Regions from separate parts of the Mus musculus genome. Here all the other regions are linked to region 2. A link is a contact called in public Hi-C data. All regions are on one chromosome and are shown on one strand. Each heading gives the region's core, a stretch centred on a gene start, on an enhancer-like site or on the middle of the called end of the contact. The rest is flanking DNA. Distances are from core to core; before and after follow the strand shown.

Region 1 (3,560 bases), core at 845-3,344, 480 kb before region 2:
GCCCCACCCTCCTTCTAGTTTTCTCTTTTTCCACTTCCTGTTCGTGGTTGAAGATGTGATGTCTTAGTTTACTGATCCATCTGCCTGAAACCACGTTTCTCCTGCCATTATGGCCGCCCCTCCAACTTGAAACTGTAAACCCAAATAAACCCACTGTTTCTGCCTTAATTTGTTCTTGTTCCTGGTAGCTTATCACAGTAACAGAAAAGCAACGGATCCATCCCCATTTCAAAACTGCAGAAAGGGCTGGGTATGGGTGGCTTATGTTTTTTTAATGTCAGTACTCAGGAGGCAGAGGCAGGTAGATCTCTGAGTTCAAGGCTAACCTCATCTGCATCATCCTTTGCAGGCTAGCCTTAGCTACATAGTGGCAAAGTGGGGGATTTAAGTCCTTTGTTCTTCTAATGTCAGAACCTAAACCTTAAAACAATGAGAGCAAAACTCACACCAACCTCAAGGAGGCCTGAGTTCTGCAATGAACTGCCTGAAGGAGGTCCACAGGGACTCCCCAGATGCCCAGAGATGGCATCTGGGAGGGAGCAGCGTGCAGCGGGTACTCACGTGGTAAACGCTGGGTTGTACTTTGCACCTCGGTAGTAGGAGTACAGGTTGAACATTCCGATCATAAAGGCCACAAATACCATGATAAAAATGACCATGAACTTGAAGATGTCTTTCACAGTTCTTCCCAGGGAGATCTGCAAAGGTCCGAAGCTCTCATTGGCTGGCAGGATGTAGGCGATCCGGGAGAAGCTGAGGACAACCGCAATGGCGTACAGCCCTTCCGAGATGATCTGGGGGTCTGAAGGCCACCACTTATCCCTGGCTGAAAGGAAAGAATCTGTGTTACTTGTGTGTGTGTGTGTGTGTGTGTGTGTGTGTGTGTTACTTGTGTGTGTGTGTGTGTGGGGGGGAACCTGCTCTGGTAGGCATCTTTAAAGACTTGATTTTATTATTTTATGTCTGCATGGGTGCAGTGACCCAAGAAGGGTAGAGGGGCTTCAGAGCCCTTCAAGCAGGAGTTACAAGTGGTTGTGAGCCATCTGAAGGGGTGCTGGAACTTGGTCCTTTTGCAGAGCAGCAAGCGTTCTGTACTGCTGAGCAATCTCTCTGCCCGTTAGGCACAGGTAGCATTCTCGGTTGTCCTCTCTGCCTTTGGGTAATCCTAGCACACGAGATGCCATTCTTTTGGAATGAACTGTCTCTCCTGCTCAGAACTTAACTTCAGATCTGACTCATTCCCAGCCATCCTTCATGATTCAGTTTAGGAGTGATCTCTTTCCAGAAGCTGCCCTTAACTCCAGCAGTCTGGGTGGGGTTCCTGGTCTCCCGTGAGCTCCTGTGGTGTCCCGTGTATATCCATTCTGACAAAGGCTGCAGGGCTAACCATCACATTCCCCTCCTCCATGCACAGGAGCTGAGCCCCACACTGGGGAAGCATGAGGAGGCAGTAGAGACCAGCATGGGCTGGACTCAGTCAACTGGGTTTTCTGAGCCACACTGTCCCTGTGTGTGATCACGGCAGACAATCTCACTAGCCTTGAATGACTTTGACTGTTAAGCCACACATGCCAAGAGCTTGGGGCAGGGTCTGTGCAGAGCAGGCACGGATAAATGCCTGTGAAGTGGCTGAACAGACTTCGAACCACATGTTCAGATAGCCACAAGCCAGAACAAATCAGTTTCCGGGGACCAGGAATCTGAAGGGTCTGCCTGTGAACATAATCTTGCTCTGTCCCTCCCTTCACCCCAAAAGTATATGCTGGCAGCCTTTCTCACTGACTGAGTGAGGGTCTCAAAGGGGGTGACCAGCCACACAGCCTTGCCACAGCACTATTGGAGGGACAATGTTGGTGTTTACTGGTGAGTCCTGTGGCCCGAGCTGCCTTACAAGAATCGCTATAGCTGAGTGAGCCTCTACTGGGCCTTACCACAGGCCTACTGTCTAAGGAACAGCACTCAGCCTGGCTCCTAGGTGTCAGGACAAACAGTACGTCTCAGGCGAGGGCCGTTACCTCCCTCCTGGACAGTGCTGGTGCCTGCTTCTCAGTGTCTGGGCAAGAGTACTCCCCAGATGCTGAACATCCTCTATCGCCCCAGACTGCACCACGCGGTACAAACTGCCCTGCTGACAAAGCCAGCAGCATCCCCGTTGAGAACTGCTGAACGAAGCTTAAATGAAAAACATTGAGAAACTTAAATTAGCCCGCACACTAAATTAGCTGTGATTTTCACAACAGCCCCGTAGAGCAGGCATTACTGTTGCCATTTTAAAGATTGGATTTGGGGGTATGGGGCCCTTTTCTGAGCCAGTAAGTGCAAATAGAGAGCCTATTACAAGGCGATTCTTGGCACCCCACGGGAGATGGAGGGGGGAAGGAACTTTATTCTTTATTTTCAAAGCTAGGCTCTCTGTTAAATTAATTATAATAGAGAGAAACCTTTAGTAAGGGAAGCTGTGCCGACAGTTTAATGTAGCGCATTCCAAATTACATTTGGAATGCAATAACACAGATTTTAAGTTCTTACCAAAGTCAGAATTCAGAAACCCATGAAAGACAAAGTATGTATTTTCTAAAATACCTGCTGCTCTCTATGGATAAATAACACATACATTTCACATGAAATCATGAAATGTTTCTATTAAACAGGCACTAAAATGAGTTCCTGTCTTAATGTCACCTACAATTCTCCACCTTCCATCTCAGCTGTAACAGAAAAAGCTGCTCCGAGGTAGCTGTAGTTTCTGGAACTATGTTCCTGGAGGCCGAGGTTGGACTTCCGGTGCAGATGACTCTGCCTGAACCAGCTTGTCACAGCTGGGTGGGCATAAAACAAACGGCACTGCGTGATTCACACAAAGGGATGTTCATCTTGGAGCTGTTTCCATCAGAAAAGAAGTCTTTTCACACAACCTGAACCCACCTCTCTTCCAGCCTACGTTTTTGATACTGAACTGGTTGCACGGCTCGCCGGCAAGGCTCGCCACAAGAGGGCGCTCGGCCCCCATAGCTGGAGCTCATGCGCGCAGCAAGAGCTCCGGAACATTTCCAAGCGCCCAAGGTGAACCGGAAAAGGCAAGGACAGTATTGTGCTGTGGGCTGAGCTGGGACCGAATACAACTCACAGGGGAATAGAAGTCAACATAGAACAATGCTGCAGCCTGCATCGTGACATTAAGGAGAGTGCGCCCATCTTTCCACGAGACGCCAAAGCAGCATAGACCGGAAAACATACATGATTCAAGAAAACCCTGCATTTGTTAGCCAGCAAATGTTGGGAGCAAGGGGCAGGAAGCAGTGGTTGTGACAGGAGCTTGCTCATCTTTTACCACATTTGCGTTACGTGGACAGTTCGCTAAAGGTCATGGCCGTACCCCGCCATTCTGTGGTTAGAAGGGCCATTTGTTTTTATCTACCAGGAGGGACATTTGACATTCAACCCCTTTAAAATATGTGACAGTAATTAATACTTACTAAGCAGCAATCACCTCCGCCCCCTACCCCTAATCCCCCACTACCTCCACCCCTTCCACTTCGACCTCCATCCCCCTACCCCCA
Region 2 (3,783 bases), core at 747-3,246:
TGTTGTTGTTTGTTTTTTGTTTTTTGTTTTTGTTTTTTATTTTCGAGACAGGGTTTCTCTGGACAGCCTTGGCTGTCCTGGAACTCACTTTGTAGATCAGGCTGGCCTCGAACTCAGAAATCTGCCTGCCTCTGCCTCCCGAGTGCTGGGATTAAAGGCGTGGACCACCACACCCGGCTGACCTTTTCTTTTAACATCCTACATGTTTTGACCTAATTGGAACCCTCTAGAAACTTTGTCTTTAAGTAGCACCATTATAGATGCAACAACTTAATTTAGGTGTTTTCTCTATGTTGGGATGGTCAACTGGGATCACTTACAGCTTCCATTCTTGCTACTGAGTGCCTTTGCATTGTAGGTATGGTGTATGCATGTGTGTATACATGTGCACACTCTCGGGCATGCACAAGGAAGCCAGCAGAGGACATTGGCATCCCTTCAGTCACTTTTCACTTTGTTCTTTTGAGACAGGATTTCTCGCCAAAGAACCTATAGTCTGAGGTTTGACTCTGTGTGCTGGCCAGCAAACTCCCGTCATCCTCCTAAGTGTTTTCCCAGTGCTGGGGTACCAGGCACATGAAGCCATGCCTCGTTTTTATTTAGGAAAGATTTGAACTCAGGTCCTTGTGTTTGTTCTGCAAGCCCTCTTAGTCACTGAGTCATCCACTTAGCCTGAGAATCTTTTATATACACACCACTTACACACTTTGGTTCTCTACCTCTTAGGATAGATTCTGAAAGGATGAATGTTAGGTCAAAGGTCTGTAACCTTGTTTACAATTCTTGATATTTTCTAGCAATCCTCTCTGTACAATGTATGCCACATACACTCCCATAAGAGAATTTTAGCATTTACATGAGGAAACTCGAGCCTCTGCCAACAGCACATGTTCCAGCTGTGTTGTTACATCCAGTGCTTATAAAGGCCTCCTGGGTGAGCACAGGCATGTGATGTTTTTGGGGTCGTGTGCGTGCACATGCGCGCGCATGTGTGTGTGTGTGAGTGTATGTGCCTGTGTGTTCGTGTGTGTATGTTGTGTTGACACAACCTAATTTTAGATACCAAGTTTAGCCTTTGCATTTCTTTTGCTTAATACTTCACCTGTCTCCTTTACGTTGTCCAACCAAAAGTAGCTTCCTTCTTGATCCCCCATTTCAACAGCAACCATTGCTCCCAAGCGATTCATTTATTTCAATCTCCATATAGAGAAAACTAACATTAACAACCATTTCATTTAGTCAAAAACTAACAACAAAAAAAGCTCTCAATGAAGCTATATCTCCAAGTTGCCAGCAGGGGGCACTGTGGGCCTTACTCTACTTCAGAAACAATCAGGCACAGTCAGGTTTTGAGATGGTTCCTCTTAGGGGCAGGGGCTGTCCGCTGAAGGAATATTAAACTAGTAGCCCATGTACAGAGCGCTTTTCCAATGAGACTCATTGGGTTTCTTTCTGCATGATTTATCCACACAAGTGAACAATTGTGTTTTAAAATGAATGTGGGGCCATGATTTAAAAAGACATTGAATTGTTTTAGGTGGGTATGTTAACGTCACACTCACTCCCATGGATATAAGGCCAAATTCACATTTTCCTTTCAGAGTTTAATAGAGCCAGGAGTCGATAAAGGTCACGAAGAAGCTCTGCACGTTTGTACACTTTGTTCTGTGGGAACTGTTGATGTATGGTCACATTAGCTCAGGCAGAAGGCTTGCTTATGCTCTCTAAAGTTGCCCCTCCCTGCCTGGTCCACGGCCATAGCTTCCTTAATGATGTTCTCTGCACCACTTCAATTCCCATGCTCACCTCAGCCTCTACTGCTACTGCATCCGGGATGAATGAATGGGACTAAACCCATCTCATCCCTTTCCCGAGACGCACTCGTGGCTCCGTGTGGGAGAACAAAGGCCTTCCTTGTGTTTTGGTCCAATGCTGACCTCACAGTCGAGCCTCTCCTGGTGCTACCTGACAGGCGCCACGCCCTGCTTCCTGACACCCGCGCTGCTGCTATGGCCCAGGAGCGCTCATCTTCTGCTGCCGTGTGAGTGGCCCCTCCAAAATCTGTGCGCTGGACAAGTCTCAGGCATGAACTTTAAGAGCTGGGGCCTGGTGGGAGGTATTCAGTTCACACAGGCCGGCCCTGCCCTTGTGCGTAGATTGATACTGTTATACAAAGGGACTGGGAGAGAAAAATCCCTCCGTCCCCAGTCTTCTGTGTGATACAGTGTTACATCCCCCCCTCCCCCCGCCCGGGGGTTTGCAGCAGAAGATGCTGTGTGGAACCAGGGAGTGAGTCTACTGACACCAAGAACTTCCCAGCTTCTCAAGCTGCCACGGCAGCGCAGACTGGACAAGGTGCCCTCCCTGCAAGGTGGACTCTGAGCTCTCTGCGCTCTGCTGCTCTATTCTGCTCTCCAGGCCCCACGGAGCTCTCTGCTATACCCGTTCTTCACCGTTTCTCCGAGCTAACTTTCCCACCCTCGGAGCTAGCATGGTCTTAGTCATTCTTCAAAAGCCAATTAACAGGTCGCTTCTCACTCACACCCTCCCTAAATCTCCATGTGTGATCTACCAGAATTCTTCAAAGAAGCAGAGCCCGGAAGGAACCACAGACGCCAGCCAGTCTAAAGCTAAAGGCTTGAAAATCCGGAGACGGGTAGTGTGGAAAACAGAAGAACACAAGGCCCAGGCTATAGTTAGACAACATGGCACTGATATGGATAGGTGGGACAAATCAGCTAAATTGTGACTAGCAGTGGACAATTTGGGGCCAAGAGTCAGCACAAGTTAGCTGATACCTAATGTCTGGGGAAGCCCAAAGTACAGAGTGATTTCAAATGCTATCTAATTTTTTTTCAGACACATTCGTGTCATTCTGTATAAACATGGCCTTGAGGGCAGAGTGGGTGTGTGGCTCTAGGTCAGTGTGCCCACCTCTGTGCATCCTGTGTGCCCATCTCTCTCTCTCTCTCTCTCTCTCTCTCTCTCTCTCTTTGTCTCTCTCTCTCTCTGTGTGTGTGTGTGTGTGTGTGTGTGTGTGTGTGTGTGCTTGATTGTGTATAAGATTATGCTTGAGTGCCTGCCTAGCAGTCTTTGACAGAAGTAAATAACACACATCTGCCCACAGCTCCTCAGAATCTCTTCACCCTCTTAGCTTCCTGGGACTGTCCTCCCTGCCACCCTCCTCCCTATGATGATCCTCCCTGCCACCTTCCTCCCTGTGATGGTACTCCCTGCCACCCTCCTCCCTGTGACAGTCCTTCCTGCCTCTCTTTTCCCTATGATAATTCTCCCTGTCACCCTCCTCCCTATGATGGTCCTCCCTGCCACCCTCCTCCCTGTGATCATCCTCCACCCTCCTCTTTTTCTGGCATGGGAGTGTGGACTCACAGAGTACACTGGTGTGAGACTTTGTGTCCAGAGTCTTAGAAATCTTGTTTCTTTTTAAAAATCAATTAACATGTTGAATTGTACACATTAATGAGATTTGGTGTGATATTTACATGTGTGTAACTAGTATGCAGTGATCAAATTCAACCTTCCATTTCATACCTTTCTTCCCCCTCTGCCTTTCCTATTCTGTTAACAGTTGACATTTTTTCTTTGACCCCGGGAAGCGAAAGAGAACAGGAACCTTTCAGCCTTTCTGTGCTGGCTGAGCTACCTATTCCATGTAACATGATATGTTCTACTCCTGGCCATGGCGCTGGGGATGACTGAATTTCATTCTTTTTGACTCTGTATTTTACCTCCTCATGTGCTGGTGGCCACCCAGGCTGATTC
Region 3 (3,444 bases), core at 194-2,693, 360 kb after region 2:
GCTGACCTCTGTTTCACAATGCAAAATGGCCCACTGGTGTTTTTAGGGTGTAGTTTTGCGGGGAGAGAGAAAACAAGATAAATATCAAAGCAGCTGTCCAATGGAGTTGGCTCAGGAAGGGAGAAAGCCACCAGCAAAACAATGGCCAACACTGAGTGGCAGGAGCTAGGGTCTGATTGACAGAAAAGGGAAAGAATTATTTCATCAGAACAAAAGCAGCACCAGGGCCGTGCCAGCGAGGAAGCATGGTGCATGCCTGGGGGCCCCCTGGATGGAGTGGAGATTACAAAACAAAACAGTCCTAATGAGATTACAGCTGATAATGAAAGTGTTACAGAACTCTGAGATGATGTTAGGGTTTTAATAAGCATTCCCCAAAGAGTACTCAGTCAATTTCACAAATGCCCATTCTCATCATTAAATCCTAAAGGGGAGGAAGGACCAGTCTACCTAGATGTTTCGAAATTAATAACGTGCTTCATTCCTGTTAGGCCTCGGGACCAACGCTATTGTAACATTCCGAGCTGTTGGGGTGGGGTGGGGGGAGGATTTTAATATTCTTCCTGGTAATATAAACATAACCTTATTAACTAAGTCCCAGAGATGCCACATTTGGGATATAATCCAGTCCCCGGTGCCAAATCCTATGTTAACTCTTGGAAATGTTTCACAGGCACAGCTCATGTGGCAAGCAAGGAGATGGAAATCTCTAGAAAAATGGAAAGGGAAGCCAAATGATTATCTGCACCTACAGAGAGGTATCTTAGTCCTGGTTTGGGTAAGCTGTACCAGACAGGGCCTGTTGTCTCTTCCTGGCCGTGTGAACAACATCACTCTCTGATAGAACGGAAGGACCTCCCTGAAAACCCAGCCAGCTCCTTTCCACAGAGACAGCCATGACAAGAAAGAAGCCTGGGACTAAAATTCACATTGAAAGTCTATCACAGCAGGATGCACATTCATCAGTGTCATGGAGGAGATGGTGTGGACAGATACTCCAGCCCTTAACTCACCGCTACACAGGGACAAGCTGGGGTGCTGAAGAACAATCCACTACTGACCTCCTGGGCAGAGCATGGGCTGTAAGCCCAAGGATGCTATCATTCTTGAGCCATACTGATCCTGGTCTTATGACTCAGCCTCTCTTGACAACCAAGACTCTGGGCACGGCACAAACCCTCCTGATTTCTAACACCAGCTGGTGAGAGAAGGTGAAATCCGGAGAGAAATAAGAGAGCAGGAGGGGAAGGCATATGTGGCTGCTCAAGGCTCTCGTCACCTGAGCCAGAACACTTGTCACTCCCGAGTCTATAGGTGACACAAATTTGATTTTTAAAAATGCTCTAATTGTGGAAAATAAAGAGAATCCCAAAAGGCTCTGTGCAATGTGATGAGCGAGAGAAGCCAGATTAACGCCGGCACGAGCTGACGTTCAACCCTGTCTGAGAGGGGACGTTCTGTATTCTAGGCAGGCGTACGCAGCAATACAGACACACCGATGCACAGCCTCTATCAATTTCTTGGTGCTTGATGCATAAATCCTGCCAGGAGAACTGGTGAGCAAGGGGGGACGGGACAATGCTCAGAGGCTTCAATGGAGTTCAAAAGTCATTTCCATCAGGCAGTGAGGGAGTGATTAAGATGTTTGCTAGCTGAAGAGGGCTCCTTCCCGGACGGAACTCAGACTCTAAGAGGGAGCAGGGCGGGTGGCAAGCATTCTTCCCCGGAATTAAAAATCAGGTCACAGTAAATTCAAAAATAACTTTGTAAAGACCAAGGATGGGAATAGAAGTGGTTCTATAAATAATCGGCTGTATCCATATTCATTGTGAGCCTCTAGACGCGCGCGCCGGACAGGCGGCTTCCTCAAAGCTGAGGCAGATCCGATGTGGGGCTTTAAGAACGCCATGCATATTCACAGCCTTGATGTGCTCTAATCACAAATCAAAGTGCTTCAACTCATTAAATGTTGATTGCTGTTGCACAAAGGTGAAAGTCAACCCTCTAGCCAAGGTTCGAGTTATTCTAAGAAATGATGAGAGTTGAGCTCCTTCCAGCCACTCTCTGCCTAATGAGTGCACCACTCTCCGAGCAACTTCATTTAGGCTAACGATCACCTTGGTTGAACAAATAACTAACTGAAGACGGCTTTTAAAGTCTCGGATGGGACAACAGACACCACGGGCATGGTAGACCAACCTTCGTCACGTCTAAGGTACAGCCTTTGGCGGTCATGGAGCCACCCCACACTCCTGGAAGAGATAGGTCCGCTTCTCCAAGGAGGGTGGTATGCACGGATGGCAGGGGAGAGAGCTGTAGTCTCACCACCTGGATTGGAGGAGAACATTTCCCAAAGATGAGGAGGCCAGGCCAAAGGCATGACACTTACTCTGAGGAACTGACATGGGACATTATCCTGGCCCAACATCCTGCTGCCATCAGCCAGGGAAGTCTTGGGAAGCCACAGCTAATTACTGATGTTTACCATGTTGGCTTTCTTATCATTATCACAATTTACACTCCTTTCTCCCCTTAGGAGAGCATTACCATGTTTACCTGCATGCTTCAGTTAAATGAGAAACCCCCTCCCCCTCTAATCCCTGAGAATTTAGCACAGGATACTGTGTAAATGAGTTGACAGCATCCCAGCCTGCCCCAGCCTGTCCCAGACTGCAGATGTTATTCACTCTACCTGGCCAACAACATTATGATTTGTAATGTCTTTCCGACTCCATTCATGCCAACCAGAAGCTGCTCATGTCAAAAAGCGACTGCGCAGCAGCCACTCTTCCATCAATTCATCAGGCTGGCTGCAGGGATGCTCTCCAAAAATCTCTCTGAAATGATGCAGACTGGGGATGTCTGCCACTTGCAGAGGGAAGGAAAATCACAACTCTCTGAAGCCCAGAAGCTGGCAAGATTTAGACAAGGCTTGAGGAAAAGAAAGTCTGGCCCAGATTCTGGAAGATTTGGACTTAAATCCCATGCTATGCACGTGTTAGAAACCCTGGTTACTTAACCAGCTCAGGTCTCGTAGGGTTTTTTAATTCCTCCATGAAATAGAAGTAGCAATGCCTTACCTGTAGTTCATGGGACACATCAGTTAAGTCCTCTGGGACTTAGAAGATGGCTTGGTCAGTAAAGTACTTGTCACACAAGAATGTAATTAAACCTGAGTTTAATTCCTGGCACTTGCAGATTTTAATGCCCGGTGCTTCAGTGAGTGTCTATAGTCCTTGTGCTAGGGAGGTGGATACTTGGAGCGCTCTGGATAGATAATCTAGCTGAATCAGTGAGCTCCAGGCTCCAGGTTCAGGGAGAGACCCTGTCTCAAAATCATAAGGTAGAAGATGAGGAGGATATCTACATTCAACCACTGCCCTTCACACACATGCACACACACACTCACACCTGCACATACAGACATTCACACATGCTCAAAAG

What was found. Hi-C and Micro-C count contacts between places; a contact is called where the count stands out from the background.
Region 1: a Hi-C map of Sertoli cells shows a contact between it and region 2, with 5 times the contacts expected there. The contact joins the enhancer-like site here to the promoter of 1700072F12Rik in region 2. A contact is called at or near these places in 1 of 15 datasets of contacts at CTCF or cohesin (embryonic stem cells), 18 of 484 Hi-C or Micro-C datasets (B cells, DN2 thymocytes, LSK cells and 10 more), 12 of 115 datasets of contacts at active chromatin or transcription factors (bone marrow-derived dendritic cells, cardiomyocytes, craniofacial prominence and 8 more) and 2 of 9 other capture datasets (adipose tissue and liver).
Region 3: a contact with region 2 is called in a Hi-C map of brain, with 4 times the contacts expected there. The contact joins the enhancer-like site here to the promoter of 1700072F12Rik in region 2. A contact is called at or near these places in 4 of 484 Hi-C or Micro-C datasets (brain, cortical neurons, myocytes and 1 more) and 1 of 9 other capture datasets (embryonic stem cells).

The regions. Positions count from the first base shown.
Region 1 is chr13:56,803,952-56,807,511 of GRCm38.p6, forward strand. Trpc7 (transient receptor potential cation channel, subfamily C, member 7) reads right to left here. Exons shown (of 12, transcript NM_012035.3): 7 at 562-826. Among named protein-coding and RNA genes, the nearest start is that of Gm52066, 40 kb to the left of the region's middle. Within about 2 kb of position 2,095, at least 37 of the 459 cell types and tissues checked have an H3K27ac peak or open chromatin away from gene starts, as enhancers often do. A contact at or near this core is called in Sertoli cells and forebrain, where this site is marked.
Region 2 is chr13:57,280,367-57,284,149 of GRCm38.p6, forward strand. 1700072F12Rik (a long non-coding RNA gene) reads left to right here and starts at 1,997. Exons shown (of 2, transcript XR_873502.1): 1 at 1,997-2,041; 2 at 2,264-2,900.
Region 3 is chr13:57,636,123-57,639,566 of GRCm38.p6, forward strand. The region is part of intron 4 of Spock1 (sparc/osteonectin, cwcv and kazal-like domains proteoglycan 1); the gene reads right to left. Among named protein-coding and RNA genes, the nearest start is that of Gm33240, 190 kb to the left of the region's middle. Within about 2 kb of position 1,444, at least 25 of the 459 cell types and tissues checked have an H3K27ac peak or open chromatin away from gene starts, as enhancers often do. A contact at or near this core is called in brain and cortical neurons, where this site is marked.